Linked DNA regions of Sus scrofa: regions 1, 2 and 4 are each linked to region 3. Evidence: chromatin contacts called from public Hi-C and HiChIP or PLAC-seq data. All regions are on one chromosome and are shown on one strand. The core of a region is the stretch at or near the end of the contact, and the rest is flanking DNA. Distances in the headings are between cores, read along the strand shown. Region 1 holds the start of ALDOA (fructose-bisphosphate aldolase A). Region 2 holds the start of C3H16orf92. Region 3 holds the start of KCTD13 (BTB/POZ domain-containing adapter for CUL3-mediated RhoA degradation protein 1). Region 4 holds the start of MVP (major vault protein).

Evidence for each region. Hi-C and Micro-C count contacts between places; a contact is called where the count stands out from the background. HiChIP or PLAC-seq counts read pairs in DNA pulled down with a chosen protein or histone mark.
Region 1: a contact with region 3 is called in a Hi-C map of liver, with 6 times the contacts expected there. The contact joins the promoter of ALDOA here to the promoter of KCTD13 in region 3. A contact is called at or near these places in 2 of 5 promoter capture datasets (fetal liver and liver), 3 of 47 Hi-C or Micro-C datasets (embryonic fibroblasts, heart right ventricle and liver) and 1 of 2 datasets of contacts at active chromatin or transcription factors (alveolar macrophages).
Region 2: an H3K27ac HiChIP or PLAC-seq map of alveolar macrophages shows a contact between it and region 3. The contact joins the promoter of C3H16orf92 here to the promoter of KCTD13 in region 3. A contact is called at or near these places in 1 of 5 promoter capture datasets (liver), 2 of 47 Hi-C or Micro-C datasets (mesenteric adipose tissue and retroperitoneal adipose tissue) and 1 of 2 datasets of contacts at active chromatin or transcription factors (alveolar macrophages).
Region 4: a contact with region 3 is called in a Hi-C map of skeletal muscle, with 6 times the contacts expected there. The contact joins the promoter of MVP here to the promoter of KCTD13 in region 3. A contact is called at or near these places in 3 of 47 Hi-C or Micro-C datasets (embryonic fibroblasts, liver and skeletal muscle) and 1 of 2 datasets of contacts at active chromatin or transcription factors (alveolar macrophages).

Annotation. Positions count from the first base shown.
Region 1 is chr3:18,244,714-18,247,645 of Sscrofa11.1, reverse strand. It overlaps ALDOA (fructose-bisphosphate aldolase A), which reads right to left and starts at 1,610. Exons shown (of 15, transcript XM_021087997.1): 1 at 1,550-1,610; 2 at 1,272-1,307; 3 at 396-539; 4 at 10-165. LOC110260082 reads left to right here and starts at 1,116. Exons shown (of 4, transcript XM_021088012.1): 1 at 1,116-1,198. The coding sequence starts at 1,158.
Region 2 is chr3:18,221,572-18,224,580 of Sscrofa11.1, reverse strand. C3H16orf92 reads right to left here and starts at 1,658. Exons shown (of 2, transcript XM_021088372.1): 1 at 1,259-1,658; 2 at 1,053-1,144. The coding sequence starts at 1,658. The coding sequence ends at 1,053.
Region 3 is chr3:18,140,070-18,142,920 of Sscrofa11.1, reverse strand. KCTD13 (BTB/POZ domain-containing adapter for CUL3-mediated RhoA degradation protein 1) reads left to right here and starts at 1,332. Exons shown (of 6, transcript XM_021086431.1): 1 at 1,332-1,765. The coding sequence starts at 1,522.
Region 4 is chr3:18,055,222-18,058,250 of Sscrofa11.1, reverse strand. It overlaps MVP (major vault protein), which reads right to left and starts at 1,703. Exons shown (of 15, transcript XM_021086424.1): 1 at 898-1,703. It overlaps PAGR1 (PAXIP1-associated glutamate-rich protein 1), which reads right to left. Exons shown (of 3, transcript XM_013987719.2): 3 at 1,331-1,750. The coding sequence ends at 1,551.

The sequences.
Region 1 (2,932 bases), core at 361-2,860, 100 kb before region 3:
AGAACTCACAGCTTCAGTGGGCTGCGGGCAGCAGGCATCCAGGTAGTGGGCTGGGCTAGGCAGAGGGAAGTTGCAGGCTTCTGCACAGGTCCAGCAACAGTCTTGGGGTCTAGAGGCGCCTTGCTTCCTGCAGGGGGGGCTGCAGTCTGTGCAGCAGCGCTGAGTCTAGGAGAAGGCAGGGTTCAGGATCCAGGCCAGGCGGCAGGCGGGGAGGGACAGCCAAGACTCAGTTTGGGGGAGAGGGGCAGGGGAAGGTTCAGCTGGGGACAGGGATGGGATGGATGCGGGGATTAAAGGGGAAAGGGGTCTCATGGTAAGGGCCTGCAGTTGGGGGCCAAAATGACCAGCTTCCTCTTCCTCAGGGCCCACCCTTCGGCCCCCACCAGGCCCCTCACCAGCAGGCAGTGCCTAGTCAGCAGCACCAGGCCCAGCAGCAACAAATAGATGCCCACAGCAATGATGACGACGGCGGGGATGGGGAGCAGCAGGGAGGGGCTGCTGACAGGAGCCGGGGTTGGATTCCACGGGCTAGAGGAGGCCTGGACAGCACAGGAGGAAGGGGTGACAAGGAGGTGCGGAGGGGCTGCAAGGACACACAAATACCAGGACGACGCTGGACGTGGCTGGGAAAAGTGGAGGAAGAGCCACCGGGTGACAGGAAGTCAATGGGACTTATTGCTCTTCCTTTCAGGCTGCCTCCCCAAACAGATCTATCGGGTCTGCTTCCTTTGCACTACTTTCCCATCCCTCAACCCACAGAACTGGCCCCTAACTGCCTTGCAACCTGCAACTGTGCCCCTTTCCACACCAGCTGTCTTGTGTATCTCCTCCCCACACCCCCTTACAATCCATCAATGGCTCCCACTGACTCAGTCTCAACTTATCTCAGCGACAAAAGCCCCAATCAAATGCTGCCTATCTCTCCTTCTGTCCCCATGGCACTCCAGCCATACTGAAGTCCTAGCAGTTCCCTTAAAGGCCCTATATCCTCTCTCTCAGGCCCACGTCTCTCTGACCAGGCTGTTCCCTCTGCCTGGGATGCCCTTTCCTCTGGATTGCTTGGCCAGCTCCTCATCTTGCCAGAGTGGCATGCGCCTTTTCCTGGGAAGGCCGACCCTGCACACTCTCACAGCTCTGGTCCTCAACTGGGAGTATCTATGTCGGGTAAAAAAAATCCCTCTCCAGTGCAAGCTCCAAGGTAGGAAAAGTCAGGGTGAGTTGACGCCTCTGAGGGAGCCGCTCCAGACAGGGCTAAGGGGCCTAGGACTCACGTCCATGGGGCAGGATAGCGCCGCTCGGTCCAGGAGCTGCAGAGGAGAGAAAGTCCTGGGCTCAGAGACTGAGAGGGGCCACTAGGCTGGGGTGCCCCTTCTCCACCTCCCAGTTCCGGTTTGGGGAAACTGAGGCCCAACCATGGTCCCTGGTCGGCACAGTGGGGATCGGGTCGGGGGATTCGGAGCGGCACCACCTTCGAAAGCCCTGCCCGACCCAGACCACACCCCTGTTTTCCCCCAACCCCGGGCTCCCTCCATCGACCTAACGGCTTTACCTGCGCCCTCGGGGCGGCGGGCAGTTCACGGATTCCGCGCTTTGCTTGATCCAATCCGCCGAGGCCGCTGCACCGCCCAGAAGCCTCCCGCTGCTTCTCGCGGTTGCTATGGAGATCAGAGCGCCGCTCCTACGGCGGCCGCTCAGACCCAAAACTCCTTCTCCACCCCGCGCTTCCCCTTCGCGATCTTCTTTGGTCACCAGCTCTTCTTTTTAGTTGGGGTCCCCTGAGCTTTCCCGCAGTTACAGAATAGAAATGGGGAGTTCCCGCAGATACCCGCCTAAGTCGGATCCTCATTGTGCGCTGTGTGCTACAAAGGGAAGATTGAACCCCCGGGCTATACCATCAACTGGCTATGTGACTTCGGCTAAGTCACTATGCCTCGAAGAATCCGTGTTATTCCAGTGTAAACCGAGGAGAAACAGTATCCTCCCACGGATACTGTAAAAGTCAAAGCTACTTCTTAATTGTATAGAACTATCCTCAATATTGTTTCAACCTCATCGCACTCACTTTTATTAACAGCGTTTTTTTATTTTTTATTTTATGGCAGCACTCGGGGGAATATGTAAATTCCCCAGGCCAGGGATTGAATCCCAGCTATAGCTGCGACCTACCACAGAGGATCGAAACTGCACCTCCGAAGCTACACGAGCTGCTGCAGTGGGATTTTTAACCCACTGAGCCAAAGCGTGAAGTCCAGTGCCCAAACTTAAGATTCATCATCTGGTCTCTTCAACCCTCACATCACCATCAAAGTGGTTTGCTCCACCCACATCGGATTTTGTGTTTTTTCTTTTTGTCTTTTTGTCTTCTAGGGCCGCACCCGCGGCATATGGAGGTTCCCAGCCTAGGGGTCGAATCAGAGTTGCAGCTGCCAGCCACAACCACAGCCACAGCAACGCAGGATCTGAGCCACGTCTGCGACCTACACCACAGCTCACGGCAATGCCGGATCCGTAACCCACTGAGCGAGACCAGGGATCGAACCCGCAACCTCATGGTTCCTAGTGAGATTCATTAACCACTGCGCCACGACGGGAACTCCCAGATTCTTAACCCACTAATCTACGACCGGAACTCCCTGATTCACCTTTTTTTTTTTTCTTTTCTTTTTATGGTTGCACCTGTGGCATATGGAAGTTCACAAGCCACAGGTTGAATCAGAGCTGCAGCTGCCAGCCTACAACACAGCCACAGCAACACTGGATCCTTAACCCAATGAGCAAGGCCGGAGATCAAATGCACACACATCCTCACAGAGACAACATTGGGTCCTTAACCTACTGAGCCACAACAGGAACTCCCCTGATTCATCTTCATGTCTTTTTTTTCTAGGGCTGCACCCGGGGCATATGGAGGTTCCCAGGCTAGGGGTCCAAT
Region 2 (3,009 bases), core at 409-2,908, 81 kb before region 3:
CCAGGGGTCTCTTGCCCTGACAGCCCCCCGGAACGGACAGATGGACTCGGAAGGGATGGGGACTTGTCCCCTCAGGGGCCGAGGGCAGGGACTCGGTGAGATGGAAGGCCTGGAGAGGGGACCGCTTCCCACAGTGCCTCAGCTGAGGGCAGACCCGCTCCTGCAAACCCCTTTCTCCATCACCTCCCCGGGACCCTGGAGAAGCGAAGGAAGAGGAAAAGTCACACCTCTTCGGGCTTGAGGCTGGGGAGACTGAGGGACCAGGACTCAAAGAATCATGGGGGAGGCCCTGCTGCCAAGGCCATCCCAGCCCCCCTGCTGCAAACTCCTCTCAGCTCCCTGTCATCTAGGAGGTGTGGGGGGACACCCTATCTAAAGCCTGTGGCTGTCCCCACAGCTCCTCTCCAGGGGAGGCCAGCCTGAGGAATCTTATTTATTTTATTTATTCATCCAAATTCAAACTCATTTGTCGGGGTGGGGGAGGGAGGTGGCTGCTACCGCCCCCCCAGCCTTCCCAGTGCTGAGCAACCCTGCGGGCAGGCGGGAGGGGTGCCTGGTCCCTTCCCCGGTTTAGGCTGCACATCTTGCCCTCGGGCCCTGGCATGTCCCTGGTGCTACAGACCTCTCTAGGCTTCCTCCATTCTGGGGTCGGGGGACCCTGAGAGGTGCTTTACAGACCGCTAATAAAGTCGATCCGCGTGAACGCCACCAAGGCCCTGGTCACCCAGTTCTTTGGGCTGGAAAGGGAGGGGTGCCTGGGGATAGAAAGCCTGATGACCACAGGACCGGGCAGGACCCCCTGGCTGGTCACTGAGCAGTCAGGCAGAAAGAAGCAAGGACTTTTATTCATCTGCAGGAGAGGAGGGCCAGTGAGGGCACTCAGGGCAGAGTCCGGGGCCCTCGTCCAGCTTTTTAGGCCCCTTTGTGGCAGCTCCTATGGGGTGTGGAGATCAGAGATGGGAGGTCACGCAGCCCCCCACCCCCAAACCCTGGGATTTTGGGTCCTCTGGCCTCTTCCCAAGGAAGGCAGAGGTGGTGGGAGGGGGCAGGCCTTACATGTGTGTGCAGAACTGGAAAAGCAGGAAGAAGAAGGCCGCCACCAGAGCACCCACCAGAATATGATGGAAGAAACTGGAGTCAGAACCTGCTAGACAGGGGGAGACAGGGGCCCCCGGACTGACCTCCGATGGAAAGGCCAAAGGCAGCGGTCCTCCAGGCCCTGGCGAGGAGGGCAGCCCCTTCTTAAGCTGGTTCATACCTGAGTTAACAAAGATGACAGGTCTCTCGCCAATGAACTGGGCCACGGCCAGGAGCCTGGCTTGGTCCGAGTCTGGGTAATCAAAGAAATCAGGTCTGTCTAGGAAGAACGGAGACTCTGCTCTCTGGGCCAAGGCCTTGACCTTTTCCGGGCTGGGCGCTGGGGACCCAGAGCAAAGTCTATGAAAGAGCCAAGTGGACCCCTGTCCCCCACCCAAGAGGCTGAGGCAGACCCAGGGCCCTGTCAGGTCACATGGCCTTAGTGCAGCTGTGGAGGGGCTTGATTTTATTCTAGGAACTTCTTGAGGGTCAGCTAAGCTCTCCTGGAGGAGGCCCACACTGGGCAGGGAGGATGGGAGAGAAGCGTGGCGAACAAAGGCCGGGCCTGGCCTCCCAGCCTCTCAGGGGCCCTGACCCCCTCCCCCCCACCTTAGCCTTCCTCCTGCCCACTGTTCCCAGGGCACCATCCCACCTGGTGCTACGGTCCCCAGCCCAACCAGCCACATCCACACCCACACCCACTGCCATGGCCTCATCACCCCTCCACTCCTGTGATGGCTGAGGGCTCTGTGATGTCACAGCCCAGAGCCATTCTGATCACACAGCCTGGGGTGAGGGGAGAGAGAAAGTGCTGGGATCTGGGACCCTCCCCCCCAAGCCCCGGAATCAGAGGAGAAGAGAGGTTGGGACCCACAGAGCCTTTGGGTTGATGCTGATGATAGAACAGTAGGAGCCCCAGGATTTACAAATAGGAACTCAGTGGGGCATTCGTGATGAAAGCCAGGAAATCTATATTTGTCTAGCAGGCCCTGTAGATTTGATGGTGGTAGTCGGGGCTAGGGAACAGGGCTAAACATTTCCGGTTACCCCTTGGATTGACCACAGGTAGCATTTCTTGAGCATGTGCTACTATGCCAAGTACTTTACATGGACTGATTCATTTAAACGTCGTAAAATCCCGTGAGGTAGGTACTACTGACCTCATCTTACAGAAAAGGGGACCAAGGCACAGAGGGGCAGTGATGTGGGCCACACACATCTCCCAAGGGTGTGTCTTTTCTTCCCTGAGGTTCCCTCTTGCCTTGTGTCCCCAAATGCAGGGGCAGGGGTCTACCCCATCCCCCAAACCCAGTCTTAGGGCTCAGCTGAAGGACAACCTTGGGGTTAGAACCAGCGAAATAACAGGCATTTCCACTAGGTGGCAGCAGTGCCGCCTGCCTGCCATTCCCATGTTCTAGCCCAAGGAAGGCACAGCTCCCCGACTCCAGGTCCTCCCGCCTCTTCCCACAGGTTGTATCAGGCGCTGCAGGAAAAGGTATCGCTGGGGTGAATGGCCAGCAGGGGGTTGTCAGAGGAAGTCCCCGGCCCATCTCAGGGCAGGTCCCTTGGTCATGCACAGAGCCTTCACAGGCTCCCCTCTCTTCCCTAAGGGCCATCCCATTTCCTCTTTCTAGTTTCTGCTTTTCCCTTGCCACTTCTCTCAACAGCCACTTTCATTCCTATGGCTCAGTGGCTGAGTTAGCTCCCCTCTGATTGGCAGGCAGGCCTGTCTGTCCCACATGAGTCACGCCTCCCCCAAGCCCAAGGACACTTCAGGGTCTCCTGGGTTTCACTACACAGATGCCTGTTCAGCAGCCCCAGTTCAGTGGTGTGCCCCACACCAGGCAGGTGTCTGTGGCATGCGTGCGTGTGAGGTCCTTGGCTCTTACCTCCACTGGGTCCCCACCCCTCAGCTTTCTGATCCTCAGGGAC
Region 3 (2,851 bases), core at 83-2,582:
AGCCGTCACTCAGACTGTGATGGAAAAGGTCACCATTGGTCATTTTTGTGGTCTGGACAATGTTCCTGTTTTCGTGTTCAATTATGATTATGGAACAGTCTTTCAATTCATCAGAGAGGAGTTTTTTCTGAAGCTGGTGTCCTATAAAATTGTTTATGCTCAACAGGGCAACATCATAGCCTAGCTTATAGTGTCAGGCCCCCTCATAGCAACAGAGGCTTCTGAAGGAATAGTGAAAACTGGGTCCCAGTTGTCATGAGCTGCTTTTCTCTTTCTCACCAGCTACACTTGAAAAATCAGAATTGACAATATTGCCCTTTGGGTAAAACATGGGCTCTCCAGGCTAACACAGGCCCTGTTACTCCCTAATACCTTGTAACTGGTTCATTCCACTCATTTACATTCCTACCTAGCCCCTGCCATTTACATTTGCACACGTCACTCAGCAGAAAAGAAACCAAACAAGCCCAGAGAGAAGTAACACTGCCGGTGAACTGATGGCCAGGCAGAACTACAGCTTCATGCTTCATTTTCCCTCCAGCAGATTCTCCTGCTAGACATTCAGATCGACTGTTAAATGTCCCAGGTATCAGCCTCTCAACAGAATGCAGATGAGATCAGATTCAAACACTTCTCGCCACACTTTACCAGCAACGTTTTCCTAGCTTATTTCTTTCTTCCAAGGTTGGGTGTCTCACGACATAGGCTGGGATTCTAAAACCCTTGTCCAGGTTGCTCTAGCCACCCCTGACCTTCTTTCTGCCTGTTAAATATGCCAAGTGTGTCTGGTTTACGGGTCTTTGTATTTGCCCCGGGCTCTTCTTGGAACTCTCTGCCCTCCGCCTCCACATAGGCGTCTCTTCTGAGCTTCAGCTCAGTATCACTTCCTCAGAGAAGCGCTCGTCAACGGACGACCTCATCTATTCACATCCTGCATGCCCTACCTAGCATTACTGCCACCTCCTCTGGGAGGCCACCTCCGTCTGGCCTCCCTTAAGAGCTCCCCTTGGGGCTTTCGTTCGCAGCTGTCAAATGCGCGGGGCCGGGAGGCGGGAAACTGTGCCCCAACCCCTTGCCTCTCTGGGCCCCTTCCCCTTCACGCCCATGAAGCACCCTGAGAGTGGAGATACGCGAAGGGGGCAGTGTTTTCCACACAGGCAGGTGGCCAAGAGCCCTACTTCGAGTCTCCCGGACAGGCGACCTGAACACACCTCACGCGGCGCCCCGCCCTCCCGCAGCCCGCGCTCGACTCCCTCTGCCAGCCCACCGCCACCACGCATGCTCCTCCCTCCCGGCCGCGCGAGGTCGGGGGCGGGACCTTGACGCGCCTGCGCAGTTCTCGCCCGGCTTCCGGGCGGTTCCGGCGCGATGATCCAGAGGGCCAGTGTCACTAAGTAGCGGCGGGGCTTAGGGGCGTGCGGGCCCAGCGGTCCGGCCCAAGGGCTCGGGTCCCGGGGTCTCTGGGAGCGGCCGGAGGGTGCGGAGACAACCAAGGATCGTCGCCCGCCGCCGCCACCAGGCATGTCGGCCGAGGCGTCTGGCCCCGCAGCGGCGGAGGCCCAGTCCCTGGAAGTTCCTAAGCCCGCGGGTCTCGAGCCTGGCTCCGCCGCCTACGGTCTCAAGCCCCTGACCCCGAACAGCAAGTATGTGAAACTAAACGTGGGCGGTTCGCTGCACTACACCACGCTGCGCACCCTCACGGGACAGGACACCATGCTCAAGGCCATGTTCAGCGGCCGCGCGGAGGTGCTCACTGACGCCGGAGGTACGCGAGCCGCCCTTGCTTACTGTCCTGCCTCCTCCAGATCCCCGTCTCCCTTTTCTCCCAGTCTTTCTTCGCCCAGTCTTCTCACGCCCCTTCTCTCTTGCCGTCCAGTCAACTCATTCTCACTTCTTCCATCCCCTACATCCCATGGCACCTCCCTTTTCTCATTCTTCATCCCCTTCCTCCCTCGGTCTTTACACCCAGCAGTAGTAACCAGCAAATTCTCAACATGTTAGGACCAAATTTTCATTACTGCTCCCCACGGACTCTTCCACTCTTTCCTCCTCAGCTCAAAAGACTCGGGAAGCAGCCCTGGTGCCAACAGCACCCTTCCAGGCAACCTTCATCAGTTTCTTCTACCTCAGCACTGCCAGCAACCACCCCCGAGAGTTGGAGGACCTAACACAGGTCCCTACACTCTAGAAATCTATCTGTAAATAACAGACTGTCAGAGGAGAGGGCTGCTTTGGGTTTGCCAGGGACGCCAGAGTGGAGAGTGGACAGTTCTCTCTGGCAGGCGAACCTTACCTTCTCAAAGTGTGTCGCAGTCAGGTTCGGGCTCCATATGCTCAAGGGGAACCTTAAAAGTCCAGGGAGGGGGATTCAGAAGAGGTTAACAAGGATTGTGAGAGCAGGAAAATTGAAATTGGGGAGGCAGAGCTCAGTCTTCAAATATCTGCAGGTGAAGAGTTTATTGTTCAATGAATATTGGCAAAATGCCAGTTAGTGTAGGAGATAGTTTGGTAAATGAATCTGATTAAGATGAGCCTTATGGAGTTTTCTTTTTTGTGGGGGTAGGGAGAGACAATAAGCAAGTAAACATACCAAAACGAAGACAGAAACATGTAATTCCAGATGGCAATGAGGTCTATGAAGAATACAAAGGTTAAAATGGTAGTGGAGAGTGGGGTAGCATTCTTTTTTTTGTCTTTTCAGGGCCGCACCTGTGGCATATGGAGGTTCCCAGGCTAGGGGTCCAGTCAGAGCTATAACTGCCCGCCGGCACCACAGCCTCAGCAATGCAGGATCCAAACCAAGTTTTTGACCTACACCACAGCTCACAGCAACGCCAGATCCTTAACCCAC
Region 4 (3,029 bases), core at 454-2,953, 85 kb after region 3:
CTCTGGGCCAGCCATTCCCAGGGGCTGTCCTGCCTGCTCATGGCTTTAGAGAGCTGCCCTGGCCAGAGAGCCTCACCTCCGGGGAGGGTGGTGGGTGTACTAGGTGCCAAGGGTGGAGACAGGCAAAAGTTTCTAGGAGTCACCTGGCACCCTTTGCGACACCCCCCCCCATAAATTCTAAGGGCCCACCCAAACAGGAAGAGAAAACGGGGCACCTGCCTCAACTACCATCCCCCAACGCTCCATGCTTCTGAGGTCTCCAGAGTCACTGGGCTGGCAGGTCCAAAAGAGCTGCCTGTTTTCACTTCCCTGTCCCGAAGAGGAAAAAGCACCTTCCTCATCTATGCCTTCTAGAAATCAAGCCTATCTGAAGATTACTCTGCCGACGACCTCTCAAATGAACTGCAAGGCCCGCCGTGCGCAGAGCCGAGGGGGGTAGTGGTGGAAACCTCAGCGTTTGCAGGGTTGAGGAACCTCCACGGGGGGCGCGTTCTAAGAGCTCAAGGGGAGCGACCAGAGCCCAGGTCCCCAGGGGGAGGGAAAAGATGAGGACAGCAGGGACCAGTCTCAGTCCAGGAGGGGGTGTGAACGGACCCGTGAAGCTTCCCCTGCCCCTACTGCGGATGTGGGAGCTCAAAGTCCGAGAGGCCTGAGATGGGGTTTGGCGAGGGGTCAGATGAGTTGCCTTTTGCCTTCAGAAGCCCGAAAAAACAAGGCCAGCGGTATCTCCCAAGGCCAAGCCTCCACCCACCTTCTCCCGGCTCTAGTTCTAAAGCCACCTGCCCCAGCCCACGCGAGTCGGCGAAGGCAGGACAGAGCTAGGGAGAGGTCTTGGGGGTGGGGGACAAGGGCCCGCCAGCTGGTTTGGGGCTTTGGGAGCCAGGACGGAGTACTTACATCCAGAAGTGTGGCTGGCTGCAGCTGACGCCTCAGCTCGGAGAGGGAGCCGCCTTCACCCAGCCCTAGGGATCACTTCCCGGCAGGGCAGGCCAGGCGCAGGGGTGGGGCTTGGGCATTTAAAGGGCCCTTGCAGCTGGTTCTCGTTGAGTTTTTTGGGTTTGTTTCTCTCCTGTGGGAGGCTTTCACTGCAGCTGAAGGCACTGCAGCTCATTCAGTGCTCAGGAATGCCCGCCTCAGAGCCAGCTGGCAGCGCTGGAATGAAACTAGGAGGGGGTCCAAGGCCTAGGGCGGCGGCGGGGGGGGGGGGGGGTGGTGCTGAGTTGGCTTCTCCCCCCTCTGGCTGGCATTTCCCATCAGGGTGGGTCCGACTCTGCCTCTCCAGGCCTGCGTGTGCTCCAGCGGCAGTACCTCCTCTAAAGAGAAGATAACCTGCTACTTTTCTTTTTTTATTTTAGATTCAGAAAATTCAGCCCAGGTGTCCAAACAACGGTTCCATAGAAAACACACACACACATACACATGTCCTCTTTCTGGTAAGGTGCTGTGTTGGGAGTTCGCAGGGTCTCTGCTCCTCCCAGGTGCCCCAGCGCCCCCGGGGTAGGGAGGGAGGGCCAGCAGGTCAGGACTCTGCACCCTAAAGGCAGAGGCGCTCAGTACTTGCGCTGCCTGGGGAAGAGGCTACTTCCCGAGGCCCGGAGCGCGGGGCTGGGGGGGCTGGCGTCCTCTGCGTCCAGGCTGAAGAGGTCCCTGCCGGTCCGGAGGATCTGCTCCTCCAGCTTCTTGTGCCGCTTCATGTCCGAGAGGACCTTGTCCAGGCGGGCCTCCCGTTTCTGGCTCCGGGCTGAGCTTCCTGCAGAAGGGGAAGGAGAGAAATGTGGGCGCGACTGAGGTTCTGTGCCCCGGACCTTCCTGGGATCTTATGACTCACTTGAGGAGCTCGGGAAACAGAGCGACTTCTAGGCCTGTCCTGGAGGGGCTGTGGTGTAGGGCTGGGGCCTCAGATGGGGTGGGCCGTGAAGGCTGGACGTATGAGAAGGGGCAGGTAATGTGAAGACCTAGGAAGAGCAGCCCAGGCAGGCACCAGCAAGTGCAAAAGCCCCAGGGCAGGAACGGGGAGGTCTGCTCAAGGGCAAATGCAGAACTGGGGGAGACAGGAAAGATGAGGCCCAAGAAATGACTCACAGATCACGATAAGGGGTACGGATCTCTTTGTTTAAATGGAAGCCTTGGTGGGGGCACAGTGTGTGTGTTGGATTCTCTTTGTTTAAATTGTTTTAGGGCCGCACCCACGGTATATGGCGGTTCCCAGGCGAGGGGTCGAATCAGAGCTGTAGCTGCCGGCCGACACCACAGCCTTGGCAATGCTGGGATCCTTAGCAAAGCCAGGGATGGAAACTGTGTCCTCATGGATGAGAGTTGGGTTCATTAACCACTGAGCAACGATGGGAACTCCTGGATTCTCATTTTGATAAGCTCTTACACCCCAGCAATAAAATCCTTTGGAAGACTTTTTTTTTTTTTTGCTTTTTACCGCTGCACGTGCAGGACATGGAAGTTCCCAAGCTAGGGGTTGAAAGCTACAGCTGCCAGCCTATACCACAGCCACAGCCATTCGGGATCCAAGCCACATCTGCGACCTACACCACAGCTCACAACAACATCGGATCCTTAACCAACTGCGCAAGACCAGGGATCACACCCGCATCCTCGTGGATACTAGTTGGGTTCATTTCCGATGAGCCACAATGGGAACTCCTTTTTTTTTTAACGGCCGCAGCCATGGCACATGGAAGTTCAGGGACTGAATCCAAACCACAGCTGAGGCTACGCCCGATCCTTTAACCCAGAGCACCAGGCCCAGGATTGAACCCGTCCCTCTCCAGTGAACCAAGTCACTGCAATCAGATTCTTAATCCACTGCACCAAGCAGGAACTCCTCCTTCGGAGAATTTAAAACAGAATTGGGAGTTCCTGTCGTGGCACAGCAGCAACAAATCCTACTAGGAACCATGAGGTTGCAGGTTCGATCCCTGGCCTTGCTCAGTGGGTTAAGGATCCAGTGTTGCCGTGAGCTGTGGTGTAGGTCGCAGATGTGGCCGGATCACGTGTTGCTGTGGTGTAGGCCAGGG